Linked DNA regions of Mus musculus: regions 1, 2, 4, 5, 6 and 7 are each linked to region 3. A link is a contact called in public HiCAR-type, HiChIP or PLAC-seq, Micro-C and promoter capture Hi-C data. All regions are on one chromosome and are shown on one strand. Each heading gives the region's core, a stretch centred on a gene start, on an enhancer-like site or on the middle of the called end of the contact. The rest is flanking DNA. Distances are from core to core; before and after follow the strand shown.

What was found. Promoter capture Hi-C pulls out the DNA fragments that hold promoters and counts their contacts. Hi-C and Micro-C count contacts between places; a contact is called where the count stands out from the background. HiCAR-type assays count read pairs that join an accessible place to other places. HiChIP or PLAC-seq counts read pairs in DNA pulled down with a chosen protein or histone mark.
Region 1: a contact with region 3 is called in a Micro-C map of brown adipocytes, with 11 times the contacts expected there. The contact joins the enhancer-like site here to the promoter of Adamts1 in region 3. A contact is called at or near these places in 17 of 39 promoter capture datasets (the 3T3-L1 cell line, 3T3-L1-derived adipocytes, the HPC-7 cell line and 9 more), 4 of 15 datasets of contacts at CTCF or cohesin (hippocampal excitatory neurons, liver, pro-B cells and 1 more), 144 of 484 Hi-C or Micro-C datasets (the 3T3-L1 cell line, 3T3-L1-derived adipocytes, the AML12 cell line and 68 more), 33 of 115 datasets of contacts at active chromatin or transcription factors (the NIH/3T3 cell line, PVALB interneurons, astrocytes and 25 more) and 4 of 9 other capture datasets (adipose tissue, embryonic stem cells, liver and 1 more).
Region 2: a contact with region 3 is called in a HiCAR-type map of fibro-adipogenic progenitors, with 2.1 times the contacts expected there. The contact joins the enhancer-like site here to the promoter of Adamts1 in region 3. A contact is called at or near these places in 2 of 39 promoter capture datasets (embryonic stem cells and liver), 4 of 484 Hi-C or Micro-C datasets (the C2C12 cell line, the HL-1 cell line, embryonic fibroblasts and 1 more), 1 of 115 datasets of contacts at active chromatin or transcription factors (fibro-adipogenic progenitors) and 1 of 9 other capture datasets (pancreatic islet).
Region 4: an H3K4me3 HiChIP or PLAC-seq map of stem cell-derived neural progenitor cells shows a contact between it and region 3, with 20 read pairs. The contact joins the enhancer-like site here to the promoter of Adamts1 in region 3. A contact is called at or near these places in 4 of 39 promoter capture datasets (the 3T3-L1 cell line, the SN4741 cell line, embryonic stem cells and 1 more), 3 of 484 Hi-C or Micro-C datasets (embryonic fibroblasts, lens fibers and muscle stem cells), 5 of 115 datasets of contacts at active chromatin or transcription factors (the NIH/3T3 cell line, embryonic stem cells, epiblast stem cells and 2 more) and 1 of 9 other capture datasets (adipose tissue).
Region 5: a contact with region 3 is called in a HiCAR-type map of fibro-adipogenic progenitors, with 7 times the contacts expected there. The contact joins the enhancer-like site here to the promoter of Adamts1 in region 3. A contact is called at or near these places in 5 of 39 promoter capture datasets (the 3T3-L1 cell line, 3T3-L1-derived adipocytes, cranial neural crest and 2 more), 8 of 484 Hi-C or Micro-C datasets (the 3T3-L1 cell line, the G1E-ER4 cell line, adipose-derived mesenchymal stem cells and 5 more), 3 of 115 datasets of contacts at active chromatin or transcription factors (embryonic stem cells and fibro-adipogenic progenitors) and 1 of 9 other capture datasets (adipose tissue).
Region 6: a promoter capture Hi-C map of the 3T3-L1 cell line shows a contact between it and region 3, with 12 times the contacts expected there. The contact joins the enhancer-like site here to the promoter of Adamts1 in region 3. A contact is called at or near these places in 8 of 39 promoter capture datasets (the 3T3-L1 cell line, 3T3-L1-derived adipocytes, the HPC-7 cell line and 4 more), 8 of 484 Hi-C or Micro-C datasets (the 3T3-L1 cell line, Sertoli cells, adipose-derived mesenchymal stem cells and 5 more), 4 of 115 datasets of contacts at active chromatin or transcription factors (embryonic fibroblasts, embryonic stem cells, fibro-adipogenic progenitors and 1 more) and 1 of 9 other capture datasets (embryonic stem cells).
Region 7: a promoter capture Hi-C map of liver shows a contact between it and region 3, with 3 times the contacts expected there. The contact joins the enhancer-like site here to the promoter of Adamts1 in region 3. A contact is called at or near these places in 6 of 39 promoter capture datasets (embryonic stem cells, hippocampal neurons and liver), 3 of 484 Hi-C or Micro-C datasets (the HL-1 cell line, embryonic stem cells and liver) and 3 of 115 datasets of contacts at active chromatin or transcription factors (embryonic stem cells, epiblast stem cells and hepatocytes).

What each region holds. Positions count from the first base shown.
Region 1 is chr16:86,302,701-86,305,400 of GRCm38.p6, reverse strand. No RefSeq gene overlaps it. Among named protein-coding and RNA genes, the nearest start is that of Gm32357, 68 kb to the right of the region's middle. Within about 2 kb of position 1,335, at least 32 of the 459 cell types and tissues checked have an H3K27ac peak or open chromatin away from gene starts, as enhancers often do. A contact at or near this core is called in the C2C12 cell line, the C3H10T1/2 cell line, the NIH/3T3 cell line and 7 more, where this site is marked.
Region 2 is chr16:86,068,239-86,070,938 of GRCm38.p6, reverse strand. No RefSeq gene overlaps it. Among named protein-coding and RNA genes, the nearest start is that of Gm32357, 170 kb to the left of the region's middle. Within about 2 kb of position 1,293, at least 10 of the 459 cell types and tissues checked have an H3K27ac peak or open chromatin away from gene starts, as enhancers often do. A contact at or near this core is called in fibro-adipogenic progenitors, where this site is marked.
Region 3 is chr16:85,801,764-85,804,463 of GRCm38.p6, reverse strand. It overlaps Adamts1 (a disintegrin-like and metallopeptidase (reprolysin type) with thrombospondin type 1 motif, 1), which reads left to right and starts at 1,351. Exons shown (of 9, transcript NM_009621.5): 1 at 1,351-2,486. The coding sequence starts at 1,754.
Region 4 is chr16:86,093,353-86,096,052 of GRCm38.p6, reverse strand. No RefSeq gene overlaps it. Among named protein-coding and RNA genes, the nearest start is that of Gm32357, 140 kb to the left of the region's middle. Within about 2 kb of position 1,367, at least 45 of the 459 cell types and tissues checked have an H3K27ac peak or open chromatin away from gene starts, as enhancers often do. A contact at or near this core is called in the NIH/3T3 cell line, the SN4741 cell line, embryonic fibroblasts and 1 more, where this site is marked.
Region 5 is chr16:86,137,033-86,139,732 of GRCm38.p6, reverse strand. No RefSeq gene overlaps it. Among named protein-coding and RNA genes, the nearest start is that of Gm32357, 97 kb to the left of the region's middle. Within about 2 kb of position 1,337, at least 54 of the 459 cell types and tissues checked have an H3K27ac peak or open chromatin away from gene starts, as enhancers often do. A contact at or near this core is called in adipose tissue, adipose-derived mesenchymal stem cells, embryonic fibroblasts and 1 more, where this site is marked.
Region 6 is chr16:86,221,875-86,224,574 of GRCm38.p6, reverse strand. No RefSeq gene overlaps it. Among named protein-coding and RNA genes, the nearest start is that of Gm32357, 13 kb to the left of the region's middle. Within about 2 kb of position 1,359, at least 16 of the 459 cell types and tissues checked have an H3K27ac peak or open chromatin away from gene starts, as enhancers often do.
Region 7 is chr16:86,195,458-86,198,157 of GRCm38.p6, reverse strand. No RefSeq gene overlaps it. Among named protein-coding and RNA genes, the nearest start is that of Gm32357, 39 kb to the left of the region's middle. Within about 2 kb of position 1,422, at least 4 of the 459 cell types and tissues checked have an H3K27ac peak or open chromatin away from gene starts, as enhancers often do. A contact at or near this core is called in hepatocytes and liver, where this site is marked.

The DNA.
Region 1 (2,700 bases), core at 86-2,585, 500 kb before region 3:
GTCACAAAAGAAAAAAAGACAAAATTCAAAAAAAATTCTTTTTGATGTCTAAAAAAGTATTCTAAATGTTTTCTGTTGATAATAGTGTAAAAATGTTTCTCTCTTTTATGAATAGTTTAACTATGTTTAGAGAAGTACACAACAGCATCATTAAACTTTTTTTCTAATATAATCTCATTTTTTTTATTTTTTATTATTGGGTATTTATTTCATTTACATTTCCAATGCTATCCCAAAAGTCCCCCACACCCCCCCCCCCACTGCCCCATCCACCCACTACCACCTCTTGGCCCTGGCGTTCCCCTGTACTGAGGCATATAAAGTTTGCACGACCAATGGGCCTCTCTTTCCACTGATGGCCGACCAGGCCATCTTCTGATACATATGCAACTAGAGACACGAGCTCCAAGGAGGGGGGTAGGGGGGTGGTGGTGGTACTGGTTAGTTCATATTGTTGTTCCACCTATAGGGTTGCAGATCCGCCCAGCTCCCTGGGTATTTCCTCCTTATACCCATATCTTTTACACAACTGATTTAAGAGGATTTCTATGTCCATGATGCAGAAAATAACACTGCCCAAAGCTAGACCCCTGGAAATCAGTAGATAATTGTAGTTGAGCCATGAAAGAAAGAGAACTGTAATTTCACAGATTTCAAAGAATGAATAGTCTTAGTTTGTGAATTTGTTTTCTTCTGGGGCAGATTATGTTTACTTTGTTTATTTTTATTGTTTTTTTTTTTTAATTAAAGTTTAAGAATATGTCATTTCCAGTGCCAGGCTTGGTGGCACACGCCTTTAATCCCAGCACTCGGGAGGCAGAGGCAGGCAGATTTCTGAGTTTGAGGCCAGCCTAGTCTACAAAGTGAGCTCCAGGACAGCGAGGGCTGCACAGAGAAACCACATCTCAAAAAACAAAAACAAAAACAAACAAACAAACAAAAAAAGATGTCATTTCCTCCCATATTGTCTCCTTACTCAGTCTCCAATAATTAATTCTATATCCTCCCAACTTAACGATAAAAATTAAACATAGTATCCTAGCATCCAAACATTACTTGCATGCCATAAATTTCTACCATTTGTCTAGACAGGTTGAAATTAAAGGCAGTTGAGGGCCACCTGTCTTGAATGCTGAACATCCAACTCAAGTCCTCAGCAAGAACAGTCTGCAGTCTCTCCAGTCTGGCTACAAATTAGATTCCTTCCTTCCCACCAAATGATACATGCTCACATCTTCTTTGTTCCACTTCCTGCTCTTTTTCATGGTAGAGCAGAAGATGTGAATGAACAGCAACTGCGACATAGCCTGAATTCCTTGGTCTTGAGACTTTGTTAAATTCCTTCATGCTTGTGACCTCAATCTGACTCAGATTCTTAGGACACAGAGAGAATGCAGTATGTGCAGTATCTTGCTAAAATGACTCCTCATCTGTGGACTGGAAAACACAGTCCCTTGTGACCCTTTGAAAACCCAGGAGTACAGGACACCAGAACACTGCCATCAGTAACAACTAAGCCGTGCTCATCAGAGATCATAGAGACTGAAGCAGCAGCCACCCACGGATCCTGCATGGGTCTGCGCCATATCCTCTGCATACATGCTGTAGTTATTTACCTTGAGTTTTGTTGGACTCCTAGCAATGGCAGTGGGCAGTGCCATTGACTCTTTTGCCACACCGTAGGACTTCATCTAGCCTTGAAGGAGGGCATATCCCTAGTATTATTGAATCTTATTGTACCAAGTTTGATACCACAGGGAGGCCTGTTCTTCTCTGAAGGGAAATGGAGGAACACTGGGTCTGGGGGAGAGGAGAGGTGATATGGGATCTGAGAGGACGGGATGGAGAGGAGACTTAAATACCTACATATTGGATTAGACAGAATGAATAAATGAATGAATGCATGAATGAATGAATAGAGAAAGTAGGAATCAAGATATCACTTTCTATTTTTCTTTTGGCATTTTGCTCTCCTGTACTCTAACATCCAAACTTATTGTTCCCAATTACCTGAATTAATTACTTTCCTTACTATTGTGACAAAATATTCATCAAAATAAACTTAAAGAAATAAGGATATCGTCCATCATAGTGGGATCATATGCGGGTAGGCTATGAGGCAACTCATTATATTGCATTGCATTAACCAGGCAACAGATACCTACAGATACAACAGTACTAAACCTCGTTATTTAACAGAATTATTCTCCAGTAACCAGAAACATATCCAGGTAACCTACATTGTGAGGTTCTTAAAGTATAGAAAGTAGATAGGTATTCAGGAAATGGCCTCTCTGGCTTTTGTAGATGGCATAGTAATGTTAAAGAATCCTAGGAAGCAGACAGAGAGGGCCCATTCAACAGGAACCCACATGTGAAACAGACATGGGAAAATTAGTCCACTGCGTTGGCCGAATGGAATGTAGCAGATAGTTAACATATAACTACACTCTCCACTTTGTGCCAAGGAAACAGTTCTGAGATGTACAAGACCTTCTGAAGGTAATGTGGGTTTGAGTAGCCTAGGATGGTTTTAGAGATTCTGATAGGATTAAACATCAAACCGAATACAAAAAACTTAAAAGTGCTGTGCCAAGATAGATAATATGATGTGAGGAGCTGAATTACTCCCCCTTATATTCTATAAATTGAAGCTATAATACTCATTGCAGAGGTTAATCCTAAAGGATTAGTGTCATT
Region 2 (2,700 bases), core at 44-2,543, 270 kb before region 3:
GTGAATGTGTGTTTGAGAATAGCAGTTACTCTAAAAATAATTCTCAATTAATTTAATCAAGAAGAAACATTATTTTGCTAAGTATTAATATACTTAAATAATTATTCAAAGTAATTAACACCCTGGCACCCTGACTCTCTGCTACAGAGGAGTGATTGTCAAGATGTCTCAGAATTGAAATAATTCATTTCTCTCATGCTGCTTTTCTCACAGGGAAGTAATCTTGGGGAACAACAGCACAGTCCTTGCAATTTAGATAAAAATGAGAGATTAAAAAAGGAGAGGCAGAGAGACAGAAAGAGAAAGAAGTGGGATGAAAAGTCAAAATTGGTAGAATATTTGCACACTTGTCCCTAAATGCCTTCTTTCTATATGGGACTTAAGTACATATGAAATTAACAGCATAAAGATCCCTTAAGAATTACCATTTGTACCCAAGACTAAAATAGATGTCTTCTCTTTTTGATACTGAAAGAAATTGCTCAAAAAATCAACAGGATATACACAACACTGCTATATAGTATACGATTTATATATAAAACATATACAAGCTATAGAGCTATAAGGTTATAGCTATATATAACTACATAGCTATAAGGCTGTTATACATTATATAGTTAATCACGTATTTTCTAAATAAGTGAAAATGTAGCAGAAATCATAGTTTTTATGTTTCCTAATAATGAGTTCAAGATGTCTTAGGCACACATTACAGAATTGTTACAGTTCAAGATTGTCAGTAGGACAGCAGGCGTCCACATTCAAAGCGTGTTTTCCTTCAAGAGCCCTCCAAATGCTCAGATCCTCTCCTCCCTCGGTGAACCTCACCAAGGAATGAGTCAGTTTGGGTGGGGACTGTGCACAGCACTCTCCGTGAGCCCACCAATGTGTTCTTGGCAGCCACTTGAATCTACTGGCAGAGAGAGGTCATCACTTTATATTTCTTGCCACATCAGAATGGGTCTTGTACAAATATAATCAAATCTTGGAAATGTATAAAATACAGTCTTAATGTTATTGTTTTAAAGAGATTTCCATGGACAGTGGGAATTTGTCAGTAATAAGCATCTTCTTGGAAACCAGGAGTATCCTTTACCCAAATATTCATATTTTAAGATAGTTAATCATATTTCAAATCCTGTCAAACCAATTTATTACACATAAGGAGAAGAGTCACTCTCCTGGATCAGCAGGGTTGAAAGAGAATTACAACATGGCTTTCTTCACTGACTTTCTCACTCTTTGGTTTAATTTGGAATAATGTCACTGTCTAGCCCTGTCTCTTCACATGTCACTGACCAGCCCTGTCACCTCCCACGTCACTGACTAACCCTGTCTCCTCCCATGTCAGTGACTATCTCTGTCTTCTCCCATGACAAGAAATTATGAAACTATGTTAAGAACAGCATTTTTATATTCCCTTAACTCACACTTGGAAAAACAATTGTGTCTATGTATACTTTATATCATTGAGAAATAGGCTAACAATGATATTTCAGCTTATTGTCTTAAAAGAGTTTTTAATAGGTTTCTGTAAAACTTGTTACAGATTTGAATTGCATTCATTAATGGCTTCGGGAGCCTTGAATGAAATGAAAAAAATTATCAATTATTTATATGACTGCTTTAGGTATCAGATAATAATTTTGTTTCTAATAAAATATTGATAGAGATCAATGTGCACAAAGATTAAGAGACATGTCATAATATATATGTTTTTCCTATCAATACTATGTTATAGAGATCAGGGTTGGGAACATAGCTTTTTTGTAGGGTGCCTTCCACCATGCAGAAACCCTGGATCAACTCTACATGAATCCCAGATATAATGGCACATATATCATAGTCCATATATTCATCTTTCTCTCCTCTGTTCCTCTGGCTTCTCTCAGAGGGAGGTGCCAGTCCTTTCAGAGACTGAATGGAGTAAGATAAATTTCAGAAGAGACTAAGCACTCTGTGTCAGCATTGTTGCAGCTCAGTAACTAAACAAGTTATAAATTAGATGCCCATCTTCACTACCATCATGATAAATACTTAATTACAGTAATTTAAAATTTTAAAACATCTGTATTATATTTTTTCCTTTTTATTTTATTTTTATTTTTTATTAGATATTTTCTTCATTTACCTTTGGGGATAGCATTTAAAACACCTGTATTTTAAATGTGTGTGTGTGTGTGTGTGTGTGTGTGTGTGTGTGTGTGTGTGTGTGTGTGTGTGTGAGATCTATGAGGCAAATGCTTTATCCACTGAAGCACCTTCCCAGTTTCCAGACAGATGTGATTTTAACATGAAACTCCATTTCCCATCACCCAGAGACCATACCAATGTTGAAAGCAAGAGTAATTTATTTCCCTTCTATAAGGAGAGATATTTATCAGAAGTGAACTTATTTCACATGTTTATGAGTGGAAAATCAAGTTTTATAGTCAGGCAATTCTAAGGACATTCAAATGCAAATTTCTCTAAGTATAAGGTGAAGAAACTTAAGAAGCTGTAGTGAAGCCCCTGACTTCCCTGAGCTCTGAGGGGCAGCAGTGGCATTGAAACACTGGTCTCTTGGGTCACATCTCTCTTAGCCACTCCACAAGCTTATTCGTTATGTAAAAGAGAGGCATTCCTGTGGTTTTCAAGTAATGTCTTAGTTGAGTTGATCCATGATGGGCCATATTTCTTTATATCCACCGTGCATTCACT
Region 3 (2,700 bases), core at 102-2,601:
AAGAGCTAGCTGGTGTGAGCGCGCGGGTCTGCCTGAGGACTTGGGCTGTGGTTCTCAAGCTTGTCCTAATGCCTTTCCGCCAGTGAGAGCATTGTGAACTATTTCCTTCCTCTGGGTCACAGAACCCCTCCCTCTTTCTCAGTTCAGGAGCCTCTCTCGACTTTTTCTTAGGGGCCGGGGTTGGAAGGGCTCAGCTTTTGTGACTTTCGTAACGCGGATGCTGCCTTTCCCTTCCCGGTAGGAAGCGGGGAGGGGGGGGGAGGGGAACTCGGTTTCCTTCCACCCCATCACCCAACCCTCCTTCCCCCCACACCGTTCCCCCCCGCCGCCGCTTTGGACTTGATACTGAAGTGGGGAATCTTAGATGCATCTGTCCGCCTGGCCTGCGGCCTGCAGCAGCTGCTGTTAAGATTTTGGAAGAACGCAGACTAGAAGGGAGTTGCTTCTCCAATGAAGAAGAGAAAGCAGAAATCCCTTTTTTTTTTTTTTTTTTTTTTTTTTTTGTCTCTAGGGAACTAAAGCTGGTTCCAGATAGACTATTCTGGAAAAAGCCAAGATACACACACACACACACACACACACACACACACACACATCGCCCCACCCCCACCCCCCACCCCAGAGGTCTCTAGGTAGGACTTGAGGAAACTGTTAAGGTCGTTCCACGTGGATTTTTAGAATCCAGAGTTGGAGAGGTGCTCTATGAACCACCACCACCACCACCACACACACACACACACACACACTCTCTCTCTCTCTCTCTCTCTCTCTCTCTTCCTCTCTCTTTCTTTTCTCTTCCTGAGAAGCGCAGAATCAACACTTTGCCCAAGAAAAGCTGGGGTAAAGAGAAGGACGCTTTAGCCATGGTGCCCATGGAAACGTAGACGAGACGGAAAAGTAGGGTGCTTTTTAAGAAAAGGCAGCTGTAGCTAATAGCCCACTTTGGGGCAGAAGAGGCTCTGACTAGGGGAGAAAAGGAATGTTGAGGAATCTTTTCAATTCGACCCTCTTTCTTGGAAACTGCAGCCCAGCCGGGGCACAGGAAGGGCGACAGGAAGCAGGGTGGTCCGGGAATCAGCAGCCGAGAGATGAAGTTAAAGGTTCACTCTTTTCCCCAGAGCAGCCAGCGCTGTACAAAGTGCTGGTCCCAGCGCTGTTTCGGCGTCTTACACCCCCAGAGTGACGAGCTGTGGCGTGAGGCCAGGGCGGAGGCTGCCCCCTCCCCCTTCAGGCCCCGAGGCGCAGAGCTCGGTTTAGCACCGACTGAGCTCAGGGGGCGGTGTCGCAGTGTTGGGGGAAGGAGGGGCTCCTATGTGGCTATAAAGGGGCGGCCGGGGCTGCCTGGTCCTTGCACTCGCTAGAAAGCAGCTCCGAGCTAGGTGCTATCGCAAGGCCAGAGCGCACAGCCCGGCGGAGAGAGCAGATCCTTGCTCAGATCGAGTCAAATCGGGGCCAAGGCGGAGGACGAAGAGTCCAGGCTCCTATTCTGGACTTGTTCCCCAGCTCCGGGGGCGCTTCTAGGTCCTGCAGCAGCCAGCAGTGCGGAGCCACCAACTCGGTGCTGGAATGAAAAAATTCCCGCGCGCCAGTGCAGAATCTTTCTAAGTGACCCGGAGCTTCGGGTGCTAGCTCTGCACGAACTTTCCCATCAAAGTGATCGTGAATTTTAAGCATCAGGAGCAGGCCAGCGAAGCTCTACGCGTCTAAACGTCTATCCAGACCAAGAGTTCTCTGCGGTGCAGGGTGCGGTGCCATGCAGCCAAAAGTCCCTTTGGGGTCACGCAAGCAGAAGCCCTGCTCCGACATGGGGGACGTCCAGCGGGCAGCGAGATCTCGGGGCTCTCTGTCCGCACACATGCTGTTGCTGCTCCTCGCTTCCATAACAATGCTGCTATGTGCGCGGGGCGCACACGGGCGCCCCACGGAGGAAGATGAGGAGCTGGTCCTGCCCTCGCTGGAGCGCGCCCCGGGCCACGATTCCACCACCACACGCCTTCGTCTGGACGCCTTTGGCCAGCAGCTACATCTGAAGTTGCAGCCGGACAGCGGTTTCTTGGCGCCTGGCTTCACCCTGCAGACTGTGGGGCGCAGTCCCGGGTCCGAGGCACAACATCTGGACCCCACCGGGGACCTGGCTCACTGCTTCTACTCTGGCACGGTGAACGGTGATCCCGGCTCTGCCGCAGCCCTCAGCCTCTGTGAAGGTGTGCGTGGTGCCTTCTACCTACAAGGAGAGGAGTTCTTCATTCAGCCAGCGCCTGGAGTGGCCACCGAGCGCCTGGCCCCTGCCGTGCCCGAGGAGGAGTCATCCGCACGGCCGCAGTTCCACATCCTGAGGCGAAGGCGGCGGGGCAGTGGCGGCGCCAAGTGCGGCGTCATGGACGACGAGACCCTGCCAACCAGCGACTCGCGACCCGAGAGCCAGAACACCCGGAACCAGTGGCCTGTGCGGGACCCCACGCCTCAGGACGCGGGAAAGCCATCAGGTATAAGAGTGACCCCCATCTCTCAGTCTTTACGAGGCGTGACTTGGGGTCACACTCCAGATCGCCTCTAAATGCGAATGACTCAGACTTGCAGTGAATTGAAGTTCTGGGTCGTGACCTTCCCGCTCCCCCCCCCAAAAAAAGTGTGACCATACTCTGCTAGAACACTTATTTGCCCGAATAGTTAATAATTTGAGAAAGAGAGAAAGAATCG
Region 4 (2,700 bases), core at 118-2,617, 290 kb before region 3:
CTCTGGACTCCATCTCATTCTGTTTTCCAATGTAGATAGACTTCATACCAGTGGTTCCAGAAATACTTCTCAATTCAATACCAGATTTGGGTTTGTGACAATTGAAGTGTTCAAAATTTTAGACTGAGCCACTATTGAATTCTCTCCTCATCCAGAGATCAGACTGATATTATTGAAATATACAGCTACTACCATATAAGTCAACTTAAAATAAATCCCTTTTCATAATGCCCTCTCTCTCTCTCTCTCTCTCTCTCTCTCTCTCTCTCTCTCTCTCTCTCTCTCTGTTAGACATACACACGCATATATACACACACTCATTCATAAACATTCATACTGCATCATGAGTGTGAAGACAGAGGACAACTTAAGGAATTTAATTTTCACTTTCAATGATTTAAGCCCTAGAATCTGAACACAAGTCATCAGGTTTGGCAATAAGGGCACTGAGCCATTTTTCCAGCCCCATGACTTCTTTGTAAAGCAAAAATATTGAAAATGATCTAAGCAAATTTTATTTTTGTAAGATCATTCACCAAAATCAAAGAAAATAAGTAGATAATGATAAGAATTAATAAAAGATAAAATAGGCATAATGCTGTATTGCCCTTTTGAAATATATGGGAGTAATACAATTATAAACAAAAATAAAGACTTTCATCCTGTAGGCTACCAGTATTTGTTCCATAGATATGGTAACCAGAAGCACAAAAATCGTTGTAATATACAGATACAAAGCTAAAAAACAAAGTCAAACAAATGTCATACATTTGGGAATTTTTGGCAAACATATCATGCCTGTATTTACGTAAAAGAATGAGATCACTTAGAGAAAAGGATTAAAGGAATAAATGGAAAAAACTGAACTTGTATATTCAACATTGAATAGCTGGGTAATAGCAAAACACACTGAATACTAGAATATTTTTACACATTTAGTGATCTCTGAAAAAAATGGAGGATTCTATTGAAAGAGATAGAAATAAAACAAAACAAAACAAAATATAATTTAAATGTCAAAAATTCACTAAAAGACAGTGCTTCAAAAAGATGGGATAAATGGAGATTTATTTATTTGAGGCGCCTTTACTCCTATAGCTTCAATTTCTCTCTGAGGTACAATGAAATTGATATCCCAGAAAAATATATTTCCTCAGCAACATTCTCTCATTGAGGGAATCAAAGAAGCTTCAGAATGCTAATGAAACTTACAAGACCCAGGAAACTTAGGAAGTCCCACATTCCCAAAGCACCGCCCATTGGCTATAAATGTAGTAGCTATCTCTGGAAGGGAGAGACTGGATAGGAAACTCCAGAGATGTAGCTTCAATGACTCATCACCATGCTGACCTGGGCTTTTCAGGAATGCAGTGGACCTTGAGTCACTTATGCTTTTGTAAGTAACCCCACACCCACATTCTTGCCAGTAAGCCCAGTAAACTCACTGGATCATCAATTTAGCCTTTACTGGAATCATTTCCTTGACCTATTGTCAGTGTTCTGTGTGCAGTGAATAGACCGTTGTTTGTCTCTCCTGGGCAAGTCACAGAGCAGGGGCAAACAGAGAAAGACAGCAGAGTTTCTCATAATGTCATTGTAGGCTGGGTGGGATACTGAATTTAGAGCTCTAGGACTCATAGCCTGACATGGTAGCACATGTCTGTAATGACATCACTGGGAGATAGTGACAGCTAGGTCTATGGAGTTCATTGACTATAAATTTAGCTGAATTCGTGAGATTCAGTTTCAGTAAGAAATTGTGATATATATGTGTGTGTGTGTGTGTGTGTGTGTGTGTGTGTGTGTGTGTGTGTGTGTGTGTGTGTATGTATGTTAAGGAAAATATCCCAAAGTGTCAATCTCATATTTTACTAACATGTACACACACACACACACACACACACACACACACATGCAGGCACACACAATACATACTCATGCAAACAAACAAATATTTGTTTGCAACACATACATAAACAACCCCCCAATACCTATGATTTGTCATTTCTGAACAGCAAAATTAATGGGAACTAATTGCTTCCCTGAATGAAATGTCAGCAGTTGTATTATACTAAGCTGCTCTGCATAACCTTAAATACACTGAAGTCAGACAACCACAGAAGAAAAAGGAAATAAATGAATTATTTTATCCAGAGCTTTTCTAAAATGCCTTAGAAATCACTCCAAAAATATAACTTTCAACTCAAGTCCTTGGGTCACTCACCTTTCTTTGTTCTCTTGTGAGAATCTTTGTTTCCTTTCTATAGTGTGACATTCACTCTGCCCAAAGTGACAAATTCCAACTTGTCTCTAAGGTAGTCCCTGAGGGTAGCATGGACAGAATAGAACTGTGGAGCACTATGCTCATCTTCTCTACAAAGGAGGCGTCCTTCCTTTAGCCTCTCTGTCTGATCACAGCAAGAAAGATTGAGTGTCCTTTTTCTTGTTCCTGGGTTTTGTTTTGTTTTGTTTTTTCTTTCTTTCTTTTTTTTTCTTTTGGATTCATCATTAATACAGAAGAGAGGTCAAGAGGGAACATGCCATGTTTTGAATGTCTACCCTGAAGTAGAGATGGTTTTTGTCTGACTGAAACAAAATTCCATCCTGTTAATTGCCTTCAGCTCTTTCTCAGTCCTGTACATTATTTTATAAAAAGTTCATAGCTACTACTCTGAAATTTTACCAAAATAATAAATCACA
Region 5 (2,700 bases), core at 88-2,587, 340 kb before region 3:
GAAAAAGCTACAATTTACTGGATCTTTTTATTTATAGAAGACTCTGTGACTCTCGTCCTCTCTCAAGGAGTATGGACACCTGCCTCACAGGAAGAAGTGGGACCAGAGTAAGTCTTGTCAGTGTTGTCTGTCACAGAAGTCATCCGGTTACTTACAGCCTCCACACACTCCATGGACCTTTGAAGTGTCTTTCCTTTGTAATCGATTCTTCTAGAAGACCTGCTCAAAGCTGTATGTCCTACAGAAAAGGGATAATGCCACTCTCCCCAATAGAGCTTATGAGTACAGAATCTTATGGAAGTGTGGACTGTTATTACATCAACCAACCCTGAGAGGTCTATGAGCAGTTTCTTCAGGATGCGACTATTTGAATGAAGCAAACAGTCTCAGCAAACGATATTAAGTTCTCAATAAAATGACTGAAAGGTGAAAGAGGTTGTCTAGTTTTTACCTAAGAAGGCAGCGATATGTCAGATGGGCATTGCTTTGAAGGTTGTTGGTACATGGTCTTCTTTAATATTCTTTCCTCTTGATATCTAGGCAATATTAACCCTTTATCCAGGGATAATTGTTTTCCTGGTATGTTACATGACATGTAAGATAGCTTCAAAGAGATAAAGTTGCAACGCGTGCAGTAATATTTATGACTCATAATCTTGCATTGTTTTCTCAATACTCTTTGCTTGAATTCATCCTGGTCTAGAGTTCCTTAGCTCTTAACTGGCCTCTATATTCAATTGAAAAGAAAAAAAGGCCATGAATTTGACAGCAAGTAAAGGGGTGCATGGAAGGAGTTAGAAGGGAGAATTTGTAATTAAAATTTCAAAAATATATACTTAAAAATTAACCACAGCCATCAACCAGGAAAGACATAATCTATCCACGAGTACAAAAGTACATGTGGCTAGATAATAGATAATAAACATAGCTATTTATAAAGACAAAATAATTGAGTAATATTTTTAAATGAGCAGATAAAACTATATATTCGTAAGTAACCAGCATATTACATTTTTACCTTCAGATGCTTCATATCATTTTTAGATAAAAGCCAAAGACAGTACTGAAACCTGTATATCAAACTTCCAAACACTGGCTCCTTGAGTCATTTGAAACAAATTTTGGCAGGATTTTAATTTTGTTTGGTTTATTCTCTTTGATGTTCATGTCCTTCTACAAAGCATTTTATTTTATTTTTCTTTATTTTCTTTGTTTAGATTTCCAACTTTATCCCCCTTCCTAGTTTCCCCTTTACAAACTCCCTATCCTCTCCCGCTTCCCTCTGCTTCTATGAGAGTGCTTCAGCACTCAGCCACCACCCCTGCCTCAGTGCCCTAGCATTCCACTCTGTTGGATCATCCAGTGACCAAGCCAGCTGAGTCAGTCAGCAGAGTCTCAGGCGAGGGAGTGAGGATTGAAAAGGAAAAAAAAACAGTTACACAAAATGATAGCCTGACTCCAGCCAGGGCTGAGGCTGAAGCAGCCTTCTTTCCCTCCAGCCTGCTTTTAATATCATTCTAGGTCCATCCAGAACACGGTCAGTTCTTAGATCAAAGACAAAGTGATGAAACAAAGTAGTAAACAAGGATATCACACAAGATAGTAACTAAGTAAAGTAGTAAGCAAAAGGATCACACAAGCAAAGTAGCAAACAAAGCCCCACAATCATTGTTTCTCATATTCTTATATGAGCCTACTTCCTTGTCTGAGCCCAGTGACAAATGTCAAATTCCTAGAAGTGGCACCAAAAGCTCTCAACAAATCAAGCCTACACACGACCCAGGGGCTCCCCTACCATCGATGCCAGACAAGTCAATTCTGCTACACATGCAGCTGGAGCCATGGGTACCTCCATGGGTACTCTGGATGCTTTGGGAAATCTGAGTTGATTGATATTGTTATTCTTCCTATGGGATCGTGTATGGGAATATGTTGAATGTAAGTTAGAGTTTTCTATCTGAAAAACGTTAAACTTTTTTTTAGTTGAATACAATATATCTTGACCATAGTTCCTCCTCCTCCCACTGTTCCCAGCCCCCACTCACTTCTCCTCTGTCCCAGATCCACTTGTCCTCTGGTTCTCTTCAGAAAAAGAGCAGCCTTCAAAGGACAGCAACAAACCAACAAACAGGACAAAACAAGATACAATAATTTTTGACATAAAAACACATATCTTGAATTGCAACTCAAATTGTTGGGATAAAATGTCCAAAATGATTAGTTATTCATTGCTCACAGAGCTCCTCCCCATTTCCCCTTTGAAGAAGAGCTAAGGTTCAGCCGTCTTCTTTTTTCTGGATATTTTCCTGGAACATCACTTTCTGACATCTCCCAGTCATGTCTAACTATTCATTTAAATAGGCCAAGCTTCTGTCTTATCCCTAAAAGATGGGTTCATTTACAAACAGAATGGCAAAAGCCTCAACATTTATCTCACAAAATTAGGGCAGGGTAAGTTAAGAATGAGATTAATTTGTTGTTTCATGAATAAACTAGCAACATCTATAAGATTAAATAATTCAAGGAATTGCCAAAGCTCGGTGACTTATTAGCTTCCTGAAATGTAGCAGCAATTTGTCACAGGATAAATAGCAGAAAACAGCATAAATATATTTGTCCACAGTTCTGGAGAGGAAAAGTATAACAGCGCAAACCTTGGTGGAGGCCTGAATCTTCTAGGATTGCTTCTTTCTGCATCAG
Region 6 (2,700 bases), core at 110-2,609, 420 kb before region 3:
CTCTGCTGGTGGAATATGGCTGCCATATGGCCAACTGGCCAGCAGCTCCTGCTACAATATCTTCCCCATGGTGGACTGTATTCCCATAAGCCAAAACCCTTCCCCCATGAAATTGCTTCCTATCTAGTCACTAACAAGATAAATAACTAAGGCATAGGTTGAGAAATAACATGTAGTGCTGGAAATGAAATATCATCACAAAAGTCTTGAAACCCACCCTAGTTATTTTGACTGATAGCCAGATATCATTTTGAATCTGATAGCTGGCAGAGAAACAGGAAGTCCCACTGTCTTGATTGGAAATTAAAAGTACAGTTACTGAAACTACGCACTTTAATTTGCTGAAATCATGAGTTTTCTATTTTAACGATAGAATTTTCACTATCTAAGAAAAGAACAGCAAAAAAGTTTCTCCACACTATATTCAATTATTAAAAAATGAGCTCTCATATTACATTTAGTCAAATATTTGAAGCTTATGTATTTGATTTAATTAAGTCAAATTATGATACACCAAAAAATTATTATAACAGTTTTCTTCACCAAGGCATAAAATGTCAGTGATTTGTGAAATAGCCTATTAGATAGTGCTGTTGTTTATTTATGAAATGCTTTAAATTCTATGAGTTTAGAGGCCTGTTTCCCAAGGTCTACTGTTGAATGGGGGTGAAGCTTAAAGATGGAAGCCTTCTAAGAAGTTTGTAGGCTTTTTGGGACATATGCTGAAAGAAATCATGGAACCCAAGTCTCCTCTTCTCTTCTTGTTTTCTTCCCCACCACAAAGAGATTAATTTTGTTCTAATTATCACATAATCTCACCATGGGCCTAAAACAACTGGAATATACACTTGGAATTTTAAAGTCTGTGAGCCAAAATAAGTCTTTTACTTTATATAGCTCGATTATCTTCAGTGCCTCTCATTCTAGCAATATAAAGCCAACTAGTGCACTTATTTTTAAATCTATAGCTGTAGATGGAAAGATAGCATAAGCATGTAAAAGCACATATGGTTACCAAGAATTCAAGTCAATAAGCAACGCACAAACATATTTTTAGGTCACACATTAACAGGACATATTTGGAAACACCCAGCACTTTAAATAGATATGTTTTAAGGCAATTTCTCTTGTGCTATTTTATTAGTTACATGGAGTACAGTTAGAAACTTATAAAAACTCCCAATCCCTTAATATCCTGATGCTGCTTGTCTGGCCTCATCAATGGTTCTTACTCACACCCATGCCTGATGAAGCCAGTCATTTTATGTGAACTCTATTCTGGGATCTCATTCCTTCCCATCACATTCTAGCACCACACCTGCCTAGTCAGACTCTCATTCTCTGATCGGTTTCACCATGTGTTTTCAGTGTGTCAGTCCTCTGGAGGCTGAGCGTGGCTGGGGAATGTTTCATCAGCCTGCTGATTGGCAGAAATTCAGGTCATTATTCAATCTCAGCTGTTCTCCCAATGTTCTTTAGAAAGTTATTTTTGTAAAACCCCAATGACATCCGTTATTCAACCCCTAAAGTCTAGTAACTTCAAATCACTCTCACTCTTAAGACCTTTAAAGTTTTTCTTCTCTGAAAAGAAGCAAGCAAACAGAAAACAAAAACAAGACAAAAACCTAACTAACCAAACAACAACTACAACAAAGTAACGGTCTTGAGTGGTGGACACATTCTGACAAACATTGTACCTTGTTCCCTTCTTTCTGTCTCTCTTCTCTTCAGAGTCATCTCAGATTAGTTCCTATATCGGTCTCCATGTTTGCAGATTTTACTTCATGTTTGTTCACTATGACAAATGACTTTTCCCGGGATACATATGGAATATTGACTCATTCAAGTGAGAGATGAAATGACAGATATAAGAATGGATTCTTTGGAAGTCCAGTTTAGCAAATATGGTTATTATAGTTTTTTTTACAAAATGTTTTGTGTAAGCATGGGTAAACTCAGATATAGCTCTACCACCTAGAAGTCCGTATGTTCATTTATAGAATTCTACATGACTAAAAAATTCCATTCTGGTCAATTGATTTCCCTTACAAAATTTTGAGGAGCCAAGGAGCCTTCTGAGGATATTTTAAAACTCCATAAGCTTCCTTATCTTTTATCCTTCCTCCAAGAATTAATGGCGATATGCCAGTCATTCTGTAAATTGCCATGCTGCTCTGACCTAGATGTCAGTGGTCAAGTCCAACTCAAAAGGAAACAGCTACTAAGCACAATGTCACTACCATCACTTTCTTTTTTTGGTTTTATCTTTAACTCAGCTTTATTAGCTTTTTGAGAATTTTATAAAATAATTTTTTGCTCATATTTTTTCCTTGGCAATTTCTCCAACATCCAAAACTCCTCCTTCCCTACATAGCCAACTTCGTGTCTTCTTTTATTTATTTTTTTCTCCATCAAGTACAATTCCTTTTTCCCATATATTCTTAGATGCGCTGCCTTGTGCTGGAATGTGGTTACCTTACTAGAGAGAGTAAAATTAAGCAAAATTGACCTCTCCTTTCTCAGAATCTATCAATTGCCAATAGCTCTTGGGCTATGTGTTAGTTTGACTTCATGCCAACTCCCCATTTCATGCTAGGATTTGGTCTCATTTGACAGTATACTTACATGAAGATTCTGCATGGTGTCACAGTCAGGGGGAGCTCATAATGAATTTAATTCAAAATACAAAATAAGATTTTA
Region 7 (2,700 bases), core at 173-2,672, 390 kb before region 3:
GTTGAAATACAGAAGTTTCAAACACATTAGAACCATTCCAATAAAATTTGCATTACCCCAGGCCCCTCCTGCCACCTGGCTTAAGGGGGAAAGATCAGTGCAACTACCATTCACCCCACATAACAACCATACATATAAGGGGCACTGCCCAAGGTGGAAGGGAATCAGGAACACTCCTACAAAAAGGAAGGGGGGCCCATCTAGGTTGGGAGGTATAGTGCCATTGCCCTTGGATACTGGCAGTTCACACCCCTCGAATCCAGGTAGCATTAGTTTTAGTAGATACAGCTGAACACAATCACTCATCTGTGAAATATTTTGAATCATCTGAAAACACAACAATCCCTTTAGCTGATGCAGCATAGAAAAAAAGGCAATTGTAGTGAAGCATTAGATGTAAAGAATTGAGGAAACACTTGAATGCGTCAATGGCATGGGCCTCAGGAACACAGACTAATTCCCCAATGTAGCTCTTCAGTTCTCACTAGCAGAAGCAGTCCCAGCCACAGGAACATCCACGTCCTCACAGCTCTGCTTGTTTTGAATTGCTCTGGTCAGCCGTTCTGGGACCCACAGCTGTTGTCAGTGATCCTGGGGAAACACACAAACAGACCCTCTCTCCCAAACCAATTGAGAGCGCTCCTCTCTCACCTGATTCAGCGCCTCATTGCCTCTCTGGAGTTCTGCAACACCGTCAACACCGGTGGGCAATAACTTCCACACCCTTATGGCAATCTGATTCACCTGCTCAAACACCTGCACTGGATATCCTGTCTGTTGTTGTGCAAAGCGACCTTGACCAAGCAGCATATCCCTATCCCATGCTGGATTTCCTGCAGCAACTTTAGCCACCGCCTGTTTATTTGTAAATTCAATAAGGAAGGCTTTCCAATCTAAACACTGCCCAGGTGAAAGGCATGCCTTTACCAAGCCTGCCCAGTCTGACAGCGTCATGCAGTGTCTATTCAATGCCTCTACTTGAGCCACAATATAGGAGGCAGTTAAGCAGTACACCCGCACGGACTCAGCCAAATTCCTGATTACTTTGAAATCTAGAGGCTCATGATATCTCTGCCCTGCTTGGTCCGTGAAAATAGGACATCCCAGCAAGGAGAATCTAACCTCTCTCCAAACCTCCGGACAGAAGGTCCTTCTATATGCGGCTGCCGAGGAGGCATAGGGAGGGGGCGCAGAAGCTAATTCGCCTTCCTCCTCCACCTCAGCTTTTATTTTGTCCTTTCTGTCCACCTGAAAACTCTGTGTCTCCTTTCTTTTTCTTTTTTCTTTTTAAGCCCTTCTCCTCTTCCGACATACTCTCTTGTTGCTCTATAAGGATTTTCTGACCTGCCTTGACTGCCTCTCGATTCAAACAGTAACAGCGTCCATATATCAGAACAAACAAGACCAAAACTATCAGACCTACCCACAAAGGGTCAATGGGAGAAAAAAGCATAACTACACAGCGAGGATCTATTGATCACTACACTGAGCTTATCAGAGTTCCTTAACTTGTCCCAAAGCCAGGAACCTTAACTTGTCCCCATGGTTTCACTTTTACTTTGTGCCTGCTTCCTGGCAACTTTATATTTGCCTCTATTTTATCCGAGGTCCTTCCCAAACTCCTGGGGTCCTAAGTTTCACTTACCGTGAACTTACCCTGCTGGCAACCACTGACTGCTGAAAGTTCTGAACTCCTTGGTGGGGGAGTCGGTTCCCTATACAGGCCACCAATTGTCGCTTCCGCTCTCGACCAGCAAGAACGACACGACCACCAGTCCTTCTAACAGCAGTTTATTCAGCAAACTTCCGTCTTCATCTCTCTCTCTCTCTCTCTTCAACTTTTTCTCTCATCTTTCTCCCCCAAACCCCGGGCCTCTCGCTCTTATATACTCTCAGTCCCCATCCACTCACAGCAGGCCACGTCACCTCACCAGGCACACAGCTTCAGCCAATCAGGGCAGCAGGGGCATGTCTCCACCAAATATGGACTTGTTTAAACCGCCAGCATCATGGTGCACCTGTGCAGCTCTCACGATGGTCTTAGCTATTTTCAGGTGTATGAGGAAGTCAGGTGCAAGTCATAAGACTTAGCTGCAGTCCTGGGCGCCAACTTGGGACTGCCGCCACACCTGCTCCTCACAATATATGACCAATTCTAGAATTATTCGCGGTACATTTTGCCTTTCTGATAAGTTATTTTGTTAAATCATTTACTTTTATTACACAATGGCAGAGTTTGTCTATTTTTCTCACTTTTCTCTTGAATGTGTGAATTATATACACCCCCCCCCACACACACACCACGCTGATGGAAGGCTGTTATTCAGTTAACTTTCTTCCAGCATACATACATGTATGTTCCTATGTCAAGTCATTCTGAATGTGTTAAGAACAGGGCTAAAACTCAAGAGAAGGTTTTCCATTAAGGTACATAATAATAATAATAATAATAATAATAATCATCCTAGTAATCTCCTTAAACAGAATTTAAAAAACACGCAAAATACAGAGAAAACCTTTTCCCTCATGTGTTCAACACAGTCTACAATGTATTTATGTATATAAGTAGCTTGCTGCAAGTGTAGATAAAGTCTAAAAACACTAGACAAGAAAGTGAGAGTGTATAAAGTTAGATAATGACATAGGGATGGGAATACACCAGAAACCATGTGAGACATGGAAGGATAAAGGCGTCTGAGG